Regions from separate parts of the Oryctolagus cuniculus genome. Here region 1 is linked to region 2. A link is a contact called in public Hi-C data. All regions are on one chromosome and are shown on one strand. The core of a region is the stretch at or near the end of the contact, and the rest is flanking DNA. Distances in the headings are between cores, read along the strand shown. Region 1 overlaps GPR155 (G protein-coupled receptor 155). Region 2 has its middle 20 kb from the start of GPR155.

What was found. A called contact is a pair of places that touch in the nucleus more often than the background predicts.
Region 1: a contact with region 2 is called in a Hi-C map of embryonic fibroblasts, with 1.8 times the contacts expected there. The contact joins two enhancer-like sites. A contact is called at or near these places in 5 of 6 Hi-C or Micro-C datasets (ear pinna, embryonic fibroblasts, psoas muscle and 2 more).

Annotation. Positions count from the first base shown.
Region 1 is chr3:66,691,957-66,697,482 of mOryCun1.1, forward strand. All of the region lies in intron 2 of GPR155 (G protein-coupled receptor 155), which reads left to right. Among named protein-coding and RNA genes, the nearest start is that of GPR155, 12 kb to the left of the region's middle. Within about 2 kb of position 4,050, at least 1 of the 8 cell types and tissues checked has an H3K27ac peak or open chromatin away from gene starts, as enhancers often do. A contact at or near this core is called in ear pinna, where this site is marked.
Region 2 is chr3:66,659,272-66,664,632 of mOryCun1.1, forward strand. No RefSeq gene overlaps it. Among named protein-coding and RNA genes, the nearest start is that of GPR155, 20 kb to the right of the region's middle. Within about 2 kb of position 3,735, at least 1 of the 8 cell types and tissues checked has an H3K27ac peak or open chromatin away from gene starts, as enhancers often do. A contact at or near this core is called in ear pinna, where this site is marked.

The DNA.
Region 1 (5,526 bases), core at 2,800-5,299, 33 kb after region 2:
AACATATTGGCAAGGAGCAGGTAGATAAGTTAATGAATAAACAAAAAGGATAGTCATGTTTCCTTTTCCTGTAAGTTACACAATCATAATGGTCTATAAAATTACATTACAGTGATTTATCCTTACTCAAGTGACAATATAATACATTATTGCAGACCAAAGAAGCAGCTCACTATTTATAAGAATGGATCTTTTGAGAAGTACTTTTAAATATCCAAATGTGAGGAGAAACCAAGAATCTACCAAGGTGAAATGTTGATTTCAGCAAACCTGAGTGGTTCCCTGCCTCTGTCATTAAAAGATACTAATAGGACATAGTTAAGTCCTATAATTTATTCTTCAAACAATGCTGATAGCATAAGTACCCTGACTAATCATAATTATGCTCTAGTGCTTGAGCTGTAAACAGAAAGGAAATGAAGCATTTAACTCTACGCCATTAAATATAATAGAATGATCTTGTCAGGGTCTTTGTGTTATTTGCTAGGGATTGAAACCCTGCAGGAATCAAAATAGGAGCCACAGTAGGTGGCTAATTTTGTCTCTTCGTTTTTCAAAGCTATATAATAACTCCTCATAATGAGATTCCCCCTCCCTCCAAGAGCCTTACATATAAGCATTAATTAATTAGAATTTAATAGTTGATATTATGATTATATATTTTATTTTAGTTCCTAGAGGTCACTGCTTTTATGTGTTTTTTTTTTTTAGATTTTATAAACCATCTTCAGATTGATAACAAAAGAAGAGCACTGCCAATTTATGAAAGAAGATACAGTGTTAATTATGCAAATGAAGGCAGAAATAGACTAAAATTCCCATGTTGAACCCTATTCTAGTAATTTAACAAGTATTTATGTAATCACAATTTTTTCCTCTCCCACTAGACCATACTTCTTTGCCTTTGCACATTTGCTCAACCAAGTTAAAAATAAACCAATATTAACCTGTTTTGTAAATATTTAGGATGTATACAAGAAAGAAAAAGTTTATGAAATTTCATCGAAGCAAGAGGAGAAAGTTCAAGAAATCTGTTGTACAACATGGTGTCTATGGTTAATAATAACATTGCATTAAATTTTTTTTTTTTAGATTTATTTATTTATTTGAAAGGCAGAGTGCCAGGCAGAATCCAGCAGCCAGGAGATTCTTCCAGGTCTCCCACATGGGTGCAGGGGCCCAGGGACTCGGCCATCTGCTGCTTTCCCAGGCACATTAGCAGGGAGCTAGATCAGAAGTAGAGCAGCTGGGACTTGAACTGGCGCCCCTATAGGATGCCAGTGCTTCAGGCCACGGCTTTAACCCACTGCACCACAGCGCCCCACCCAAATAAGTTTTCACAGGGATACAAAAAAAATGGATTACTGATAACAATTAGATGTAAATTTCTATGTGTTCAAAAAATACATTTTACTGCATCTGAAACTTTTGATGCTCCTTGCCATGTCAGTTAATTCCATTTGGCAAGTGTTTTCAGACTTGCTCAGCACTGTGCTAGACTGTGGGTTGGAGAAGTGTGTCTGCCAGGGGCTCAGAAGTTGGGGTAGCACTAAGAAACAAAGTGCCATAGTATTCCAGAGAGAGGGAGACCCATGCCACAGACTGAAGACTTGCTGGAAGTGTTGCAAAGAGGCCAGCCTTAGGTAGTAGGCAGGAATCAGGTAAGAAAGGAAAGATGTCAAGAAGCTGGAGGTGTGCTAGTCTAGTCTGATTCGCATGCAGAGCTGGAATTAGGAGCACAGTGACAGTAAACTGCCTCATGGAGTCTGCATTAGGGAGCAGTGAGGGAGGAGTTGGAGAAATAAGCAGCACGTGTGGAGACTGGGCTCTGAATATCCAAAGAAAGCTGTTACAGTTCTTCCTGTAGGCGTGAGAACTCTGGGAAAATGTTCACTGTTGAAAGATTTTGACTTTTCAAAGTTAAGATTTACATGGTACTGTTGGCAGTGAGCGAAGGGGATGACTGAGAAAAAACAAAAGAGTATAGGTTGGGAAACACATGAAGTAATCTAATGTTGGGATTTTTGACAAATAATAATAATGGTGGAAATCAAGAGAAAATACAGAATAACCTACAAAAGAAAGGCAGTACAGTAGGTCTCCTTATCTGCTGGGGATACAGCGCATGCCTGAAACCCTACATAGGGTGTTTTTCTTTATGCATACAGATCTAAGCTAAGTTTCAATTTATGAATTAGACCCAGTGAGAAATTAACGACAACTTAAAATAGAACACTTGTAACCATACACTGTGATAAAAGTTATGGGGATGTGGTTGGTCTCACTCTCAGTATCTCATTGTACTATGCTCCCCCTTCTTGTTGACCCTGGGTAACTGATTCGATGGAGAGCGAAACCAAGGATTAGGGGACTCAACCATACTTGGTGACTGGCCAGCCATAGGTAATAAAAACTGTTGCTCAAATTTACATTGAGCTCTTGGAATAATCTAGAGTCTATTATGTGGCATTACTAAAGTGCCAGCAAAGTAAATTTCTATTCCGGAAAAGGGCATTACAGATAAGGGGCTTTGAATAGAGCAAAGAAAGATAGCTGTGACTTGTCACAAGAAACACCTTCACTTTTTATTGTGGCCACTTAAGAAAAATTCTTGTACGTAGATTGAAAACACAAGACTTCCAGAATATATACTCTACATTAAAAGTTGAGTGGTGCGGGCCGGCGCCGCGGCTCACTAGGCTAATCCTCCGCCTAGCGGCGCTGGCACACCAGGTTCTAGTCCCGGTTGGGGCGCCGGATTCTGTCCCGGTTGCCCCTCTTCCAGGCCAGCCCTCTGCTGTGGCCAGGGAGTGCAGTGGAGGATGGCCCAGGTGCTTGGGCCCTGCACCCCATGGGAGACCAGGAAAAGCACCTGGCTCCTGGCTCCTGCCACCGGATCAGCGCGGTGCGCCGGCCGCAGCGCGCCGGCCGCGGCGGCCATTGGAGGGTGAACCAACGGCAAAGGAAGACCTTTCTCTCTGTCTCTCTCTCACTGTCCACTCTGCCTGTCAAAAAAAAAAAAAAAAAAAAAAAAAAAGTTGAGTGGTGGGCAGGTATTGACACCTTTCTTTTTTGAGGTAGAACATCTAATCAGAAGTAGAGCTATTTAGAAATAGTTATCAAAAGTCCTGCTTTTTTTAGTCAAAAGATGAAACCTGACAACACATGAAGGAAACCCACTGAAAGAGTGCTAGCATACCTTATTTAAAAATCAGTGAAAGAAGAATTTATGAAATCTTATGTGATTAAATATTTTTTTTAACCACGGCTTTATTTTGGAGATATAGACCTCTGTATGTGCTTAGCTGACAAAAGAGGGATTGAATCTTATAAAAAGTAGGTTTTTAGCTAATGAGAACAAGGTGAACTTCTGCAGGTTGTATAATCTAGTTGCATAACATTAATGAGTCATGTGCATGGTGGTAACTGAACTTATGTATCCTGAGTAAGTAAACAAATATATTTTCCTCCCCATGTCACTCTTTCTAAATGTAAGTTGAGAAGTTTAATCTTTTACACTTTTTCACACAATTGCATCTCTCCTTGTAATTGTGGCTATTCATTTTTTATCTTTTATCTCAACTTCAAGTCAGTTATGAATCAGCCTTTATAGGTAGCAGGTTGGATAATTTGGGGATCCATTGCCAAAAATGTGCCTAGAGACTGGGTTGTTTGCTCCAAGGCTCTCAGTCGCCTTGGCCAGGCCACTAACACTCATCTCTACCAGGCAACCGCTAGAAGTCTGATGCAACCCCCTCTCCTCTCCTACATGTTGCACAGTGATCAAGTCCTGAAGTTATCTTATAGACTCAAGCTCTGGAAAAATCCCTTAAATCTCCCATGAAATACTCATGCATCCTTTCTAGCGCACCATTCTTGTACATCTAACACAGCCAGTTCTCTTTTTCTCCAGCCGTGCTTGTCAGTGAACAACAGGTGAAGCGATTAGCTTGCACTTGAGAACATGCTATATGGAAAAAAAAGAAGCCTGTGTTTTCCCAAGAGGGGAGAGTCGAATTTGCACTTCTTATTGAATCAGCACTGTTGTGACTCCCTGTATTCCCCTCCCGAACATTTCTTGGAGCCAGCTTTCTCTCCCTAGTTCAGAACCCTCACTGGGCTTCCCTGCCAGCACTCACATGGCAGCTGTTCCTCTCCCCGCAGCCCACAAACCTTCTGCTCCTCCTGCTCCTCCTGCTCAGTTACCTGCACTGCTGCTAGGCCATCGTGCTCAGCTCTGGGAACAACTGCTTTGAAGTGTATGCCGTCTGGCTCAACTGCTCATCCTCGTTGCCATCATCTTCTAACCTCGTTCCGGTCATTTCCCCTCATTGATTGAAGATGTTAATACTCAATTCGCTGTTGTCATCCTTATCCCAAGTTTTACCACTATCTTGTCTCACTTTAGCACCCTTGTGAACTTCTCATTAAATTCTCTGCCCTCCTGGTTCCTGGATCTCCTCATTTCCGGTGGTATCTACTCCATTTCACCAACTCCAATGGCCATAGTCAGCCGGGAAATCTTACACTTAATAGCTCATTATCTGTCCTGCTCCACTAAACTTCCAACTGCACTGAATTCTTGGACTTTCTAGGGCCCTGCAGTCTTTGGCCCTTCTTTCTGTCAGCCATCTCCCACCTTCACTTCTCTTCCTGTACAGTGTGGGCTCCATCACTTCAGTGGTCATGTTTTAGTCCTTTGTCTCCTACTCTCTCTCTGCAATCCTCTGTAATCTGACATCTGCTTATCAAGCCAGTGAAACTGCTCTCTTCACAGGTACAAACAATTGCCTTATTGCTATTGCTGCTTAAATATTTTGTTTGCTACTAGATTTTTGCATTGAATTATTTCTTTCTAAAATTCTGCATTTTTTGGAAGCTAATCTTAGCCCTTAGATGGTAAAAATTAGCTAGGTCTTGCTGAATTTTTAAAGTTGGTTATCATTTAAAATTTTGGTTTACAGTATGCTATAATTAAAATTTATTAGGGAGGAGGAGAGAGAGAGAAAGATGGAGAGATATTTCCCATGGCTCCCCAAATACCTACAATAGCTAGGGCTGGGCCTGACCAAGCCAGGAGCCTGGAACTCAGTCCTGGTCTCCCATTGCGAGTGTCAAGAACCCAAGAACTTGAGCCATCATCTGCTGCCTCCTAAGGTTTACGCTAGCAGGAATACTGGTAGCTGGAATCAGGAGCACAGGCATTTCTTGCACTAAGTACTCTGATAGGAGATGCAGGTGTCCCAAGTATCTTCTTAACTATTGTCAAATGCCCACATCAAATGTTGGTTATCAGCCAGCGCCGTGGCTCACTAGGCTAATCCTCCGCCTTGCGGCGCCGGCACCCTGGGTTCTAGTCCCGGTCGGGGCGCCAGATTCTGTCCCGGTTGCCCCCCTTCCAGGCTAGCTCTCTGCTATGGCCCGGGAGTGCAGTGGAGGATGGCCCAGGTCCTTGGGCCCTGCACCCACATGGGAGACCAGGAGAAGCACCTGGCTTCGGATCAGCACGATGTGTCTGCCGCAGCG
Region 2 (5,361 bases), core at 2,485-4,984:
GCCTGTCAAAAAAATAAAAAATTAAAAAAAAATTAAAATAGTTGTTCCATTCCATTTAGAATGTTTCAGTTTATAAAAGCAGATTACACAATAAGTTTTCTAAGGTATATCTATTGCATAAAGCAAGATAAGTAATCCTTACTTTAAAAGAAGACAGTACAACTTAAAGGTGTGTGTGGATTTGGGGAGTGGTGTTAAGTCATATTAATCAAAGAAAGAAAAGAAGCAAAAATTAAAGCAGATTTCTCAGGAATTTTATCATCTTTAAGGAAATAACATAAAGACTTTAAGTAAATACATTGTTTTTCCTCTCATTCATTTAGATAGTTCTCATTTCACAATTTATTTAATTATCTCATGATCCCACTATAATGCAGAGATACTGTAAACTTTCCAGAAATCCAGGTTGAGCAGGTACTATTTAAAATAGAACATTATGTTGCCAATTACCATGGCAACACTTGTAGCCTGTGGACACTCTCAACACTTTGCATCTTTCTCCTCCTTATTGTCCACAGGCCTTCCCAGGAACCTTTCCATGGATTAGGTTTCCTTGTGGCTCTATCTCACTCTTTTATACTCATTCTCCCTTTGTCTCATTTTTCATCCCTTATTTTAGATGTACTTTTTCTTGCTTGTACTTATGTAGGAAAATTTCACACAATGAAATCCTTTTGAAACAAGATGGGCTATAAATAAATTAATAATAATGCTAATACTTTGTCTTGTGATTGCACTAATTTGGGGGTTTGGGATGAAATTGACATTTTGAAGGTAGTATCTCATGTAGTAGTAAACTCAGCATGTCAGAACTAAGAGCCAAATATGCAAAATAGCGACAGTGCTGAAAAAAATCTTGGATTTCAGTGTAACAGTTGGGTTTCTTTGGATGAAAAGGACAGGAAAAGATTTTGGCTAAATTAAGCACAAAAGGACTTCAACACAGAGCAAGCCAGGAAGTCATGAGATGGATGGGAGGCTGGAGAGCCAAGTCCAGACACAAGACAGGAAGCGGGATAGCGCCTGGAGTCCAGGCAACGGGAACAACTGCAGGATCTTGCCTGGGTGCTGCTGCTCCAGTGTACACACCTGAATTTCCCCCATCCATATGTGCCTCTACACAAGATTAAACGTTTCCAGTGTTCCGTATATTCACAAATTTGCACTTCTAAAAATATGGGAAATTTAGTATGGGATAAAAGTTGTCAAAATGGAAAGTATAAATTTGGAAAAAGAAAATATCCCTGGAGCCCAGTTGTTTCATATGGGGTCACCTGTAGCTCCTTGTTGCAGAGAAAGAGAACTACTGATTTACATCCCCACCAAGACTGCCCACACCGGGTGGCAGGGTGGGGGTGGGGTAATTTCCGGTGGGAAAAACGGGGTCTCCCGCACAGAAACATGAGAGTTGCTGGAAGAGGTGCAGCCACAACTCACACAGAATCACAGAGCCTTTTCATATTACAGTGCAGGACAGGCAGATGAGAAAGCTAACAAAAACAGATCCTCTACAAAGTATGGAAAGGAGGATAGAGGCAAGCACGAAAGGATAATGGAGAGGAAGATGAAGTATGAGGTTAAAAAAGACAAAAATCTTCCAAATGAAATAGTAAAGATGTAAATCCACAGGAAGACCCTTTCTTGCAGAGGTAGGGTTCAGTGGGGGAGAAATAATAGTGAGGACACAATTTTGCCAAGTATCCACACATGCCAAATTGGATTTTTTTTTTCTTTTTTGACAGGCAGAGTGAACAGTGACAGAGACAGAGACAGAGACAGAGAGAAAGGTCTTCCTTTTGCTGTTGGTTCACCCTCCAATGGCCGCCGCGGCCGGCGCACTGCGCTGATCTGAAGCCAGGAGCCAGGTGTTTCTCCTGGTCTCCCATTCGGGTGCAGGGCCCAAGGACCTGGGCCATCCTCCACTAAACTCCCGGGACACAGCAGAGAGCTGGCCTGGAAGAGGGGCAACCGGGACAGAATCTGGCGCCCCGACCGGGACTAGAACCTGGTATGCCAGCGCCGCAATGCCGAGGATTAGCCTATTGAGCCATGGCACCGGCCTTGGATTGTTATTTTAAGTTATCTCATTTAATTATGTGATAAGGTATGACTGTTCCCATCAAAGTTAAGAAAATGCAGCATGGAGTTTTTTATTTATTAAGCTTGTGTCCTTACTAGCTTAAGTTCATTCTGAATATTTTTTATTTTTAAAATAAAAATATTTATTAAATAAAATCAATGAATAATAATTACTTATGAAAATAAAATGTATATTTAACATAAATATACCCAAATATTGCATGGCATATAATTATAGTGAAATGTTAATTTATTAAAATGAAAAACCCACTTTATTTGTTAAATCATATCAATATGTAACATTTACATTTACAAAATGTGAAAATATATCATTTACTTTGAATATATTTCAAAAATCATATGGACTCTATAAGGAAAGTTTAAAAGGTTCATGGAAAATGGAATTAGAAGATAATTTTATTTTCATGAAAAAAAGTTTGAAATCCATGCATACACATGGTCTTCAAAAAGTTAGTGGGAAATGCCTATGGATATTTTTAAAATAAAATTTCTTTTTAATATAAGTACAGCTCATGTAATATTTAAGATATACTATAAGTTATTCATTTTTCTGTAATTCAAACTTCCCTAGATGCCTTATATATGATTTTTTAGAAATTTATTTATTGGGGCCAGTGCTGTGGTATATTAGGTTAAGCTTCCACCTGTGGATGGGCAACCCATATGGGTGTCCAGCTGCTCCGCTTCTGATCCAGCTCTCTGCTTACGGCCTAGGAAAGCAGTGGAAGATGGTGCAAGTGCTTTGGCCCCTGCACACCTGTGAGAGACCCAGAAGAAGCTCCTGACTCCTGGTTTCAGATTGGCCCAGCTGCAGCCTTTGCATCCATCTGGGGAGTGTACCAACAGCTGGAAGACCTTTCTCTGTCTCTGTCTGTAACTCTGCCTCTCAAATAAATAAATAAAATCTTAAAATTTTTTATTTATTTGAAAGGCAGTGACAGAAGACAGAGACAACAGAGAGATATCATCCACCCCTTGGTTCTCTTCTCAACAACATTCTGAATTTTTTAAAAAAAGATTTATTTATTTTATTTGAAAGGCAGAGTTACAGAGGCAGAAGCACAGAGAGAGAAACAGGTCCTCCCTCCGCTGGTTCACTCCCCAAATGGCCACAACAGCTGGAGCCAAGCTGATCCAAAGCCAGGAGCCAGGAGCTTCTTCCAGGTCTCCTACACAGGTGCAGGGGCCCAAGCACTTGGGCCATCCTCCTCTGCCCTCCCAGGCCATAGCAGAGAGCTGGATAAAAAGTGGAACAGACAGGACCCAAACTGACACCCATGAGGGATTCTGGCACTGCAGGCAGTGGCCTCACTCACTACACCACAGCGCCGGCCCCCTACATTCTGAATATTTTTAAAATTGATTTAATTTAAGGATGAGGAATAACTTACTTGAGAAACAGATATGGAAAAAGGAACCCACAGAAAATATTGAATTTTGTGCCATAAGGAAAAACTGGGGAGCAACAGGTTAAAATTATGGCAGAATCTTAAATAGGCAAAAATTATTAGGATTGACACTGTAAGTTCATACTTTGAGCTTCTAAGTATGTAGCAATGACAGGTAAAACATGAAAATGAGGAAATCTGAAAGATAGCTGGAGGCTTCTGGTTTAAGGTTGCACATGGAAAAATCTTGGAAGTTGCCGCTCTAACTTAACAAATGAAAGGCTAACAAAGTAAACAACCAACAAATCTTAGATCCATTAGAGAAGAGGAGTCGCAGGGTAATCAGTTGCCCCCACAATCTGAGAAGCAAGCAGACAGAATTTCGAACCACTTACCAGAAGCATCTACTGGAATGAGTATCTGGGTACGAAAACATGAAATGTAATTATGAATTGCTGGCAGCTGGGTGCGGACAAGATTGAGCATTTAAAACTGCAGGGAGGGGGCTGGTGCTGTGGCACAGCAGGTTAACGCCCTGGCCTGAAGCGCCAGCATCCCATATGGGTGCCCGTTCTAGTCCCGGCTGCTCCTGGAAGAAGCTCCTGGCTCCTGGCTTCAGATTGGTACAGCTCCAGCCATTGCTGCCAACTGGGGAGTAAACCATTGGATGAAAGACCTCTCTCTCTCTTCCTCTCCTCTCTCCGTGTAACTCTGACTTTCAAATAAATAAATTAATTTAAAAAAAAAAAAACAAACCTGCAGGGAGATCCAGTTAAGGGGGCCTACACACTTCGGTGAGGTTTATGTCCAAGAGACTGACCAGGTTCTCACCTTAAATACCAAACAAACAAAACAAAACAAAACAAAAAACAAACAAACAAACAAAAACAAACTGAAACCCTTGGCTGGGGAAGGGGAAAGACCCATTTTTAAATATGCCAGGGCACTGTCTGCACTAGTTAACCGGCACCTAACCTGCTGGGGTTTTAGTAGAGCCCATCTGACCCTGGGGGCAAGTACTGAACTGCAGCCCACTCCAGTTACCCTGTCCCACCTGAGTGGGAAGTAAATCAGTGAGAAGCACTAGTGAAATTCACGGACCAGAGACACAGACTCACGGAAACAAACCTAATCACAGGATTATAGAGTGCTTCCCCTTCCCACCTGCCAACACGCCCCCACCCCCACCTTACCACTGCGTCACCAAAGGCCTATCTACAATTTCCTTTCACCCAACTCACTGCATTTGGCTACCACGAGAAACATTAAAAGGCAAAAAACCAGTTCAAACTACCAGCAAGCCATGACATGACAGGGATGCTGGAACTGTCAGAGGATTTAAAATAACTATGATTAATATGCCAAGGATAAAGTAGCCAGCATGCAAGAACTAATGGGCAATGCAAGCAGAGAGATGGGAATCCTAAAAACACAGTGCTAGGGATAAAACTGAACCACACTGCAACAGGAATGAAGGCTGTTTTGGAATGATGATAGGCTGAACATGGCTGAGGAAGTAATCTCGGAATCTGAGGATGAATCAGTAGCAACCTCTGAAACCGAAAATCAAAAAGCACAAGGAATGGAGAACAAAAGACTTACAACACAGTACCCAAGACCTGTGGGATAACTACAGAAGGCAGAAAGCTGGGTAATGTGAATGCAAAATGAGAAGAAAGAGAAAGGAACTGAAGAAATATTTGAAACAGTAGTGACTGAGAATTTCCCCCAAATTAATGTCAGACACCAACCACAGATGTAGGACGTTCAGACAACCACAAGCACGGTAAATGCTCAAAAACTACAATGAGCCATACTCAGCCCCGGCTGTTGTGGCCATCTGGGTAGTGAACCAGCAATGGCGATCTCTCTC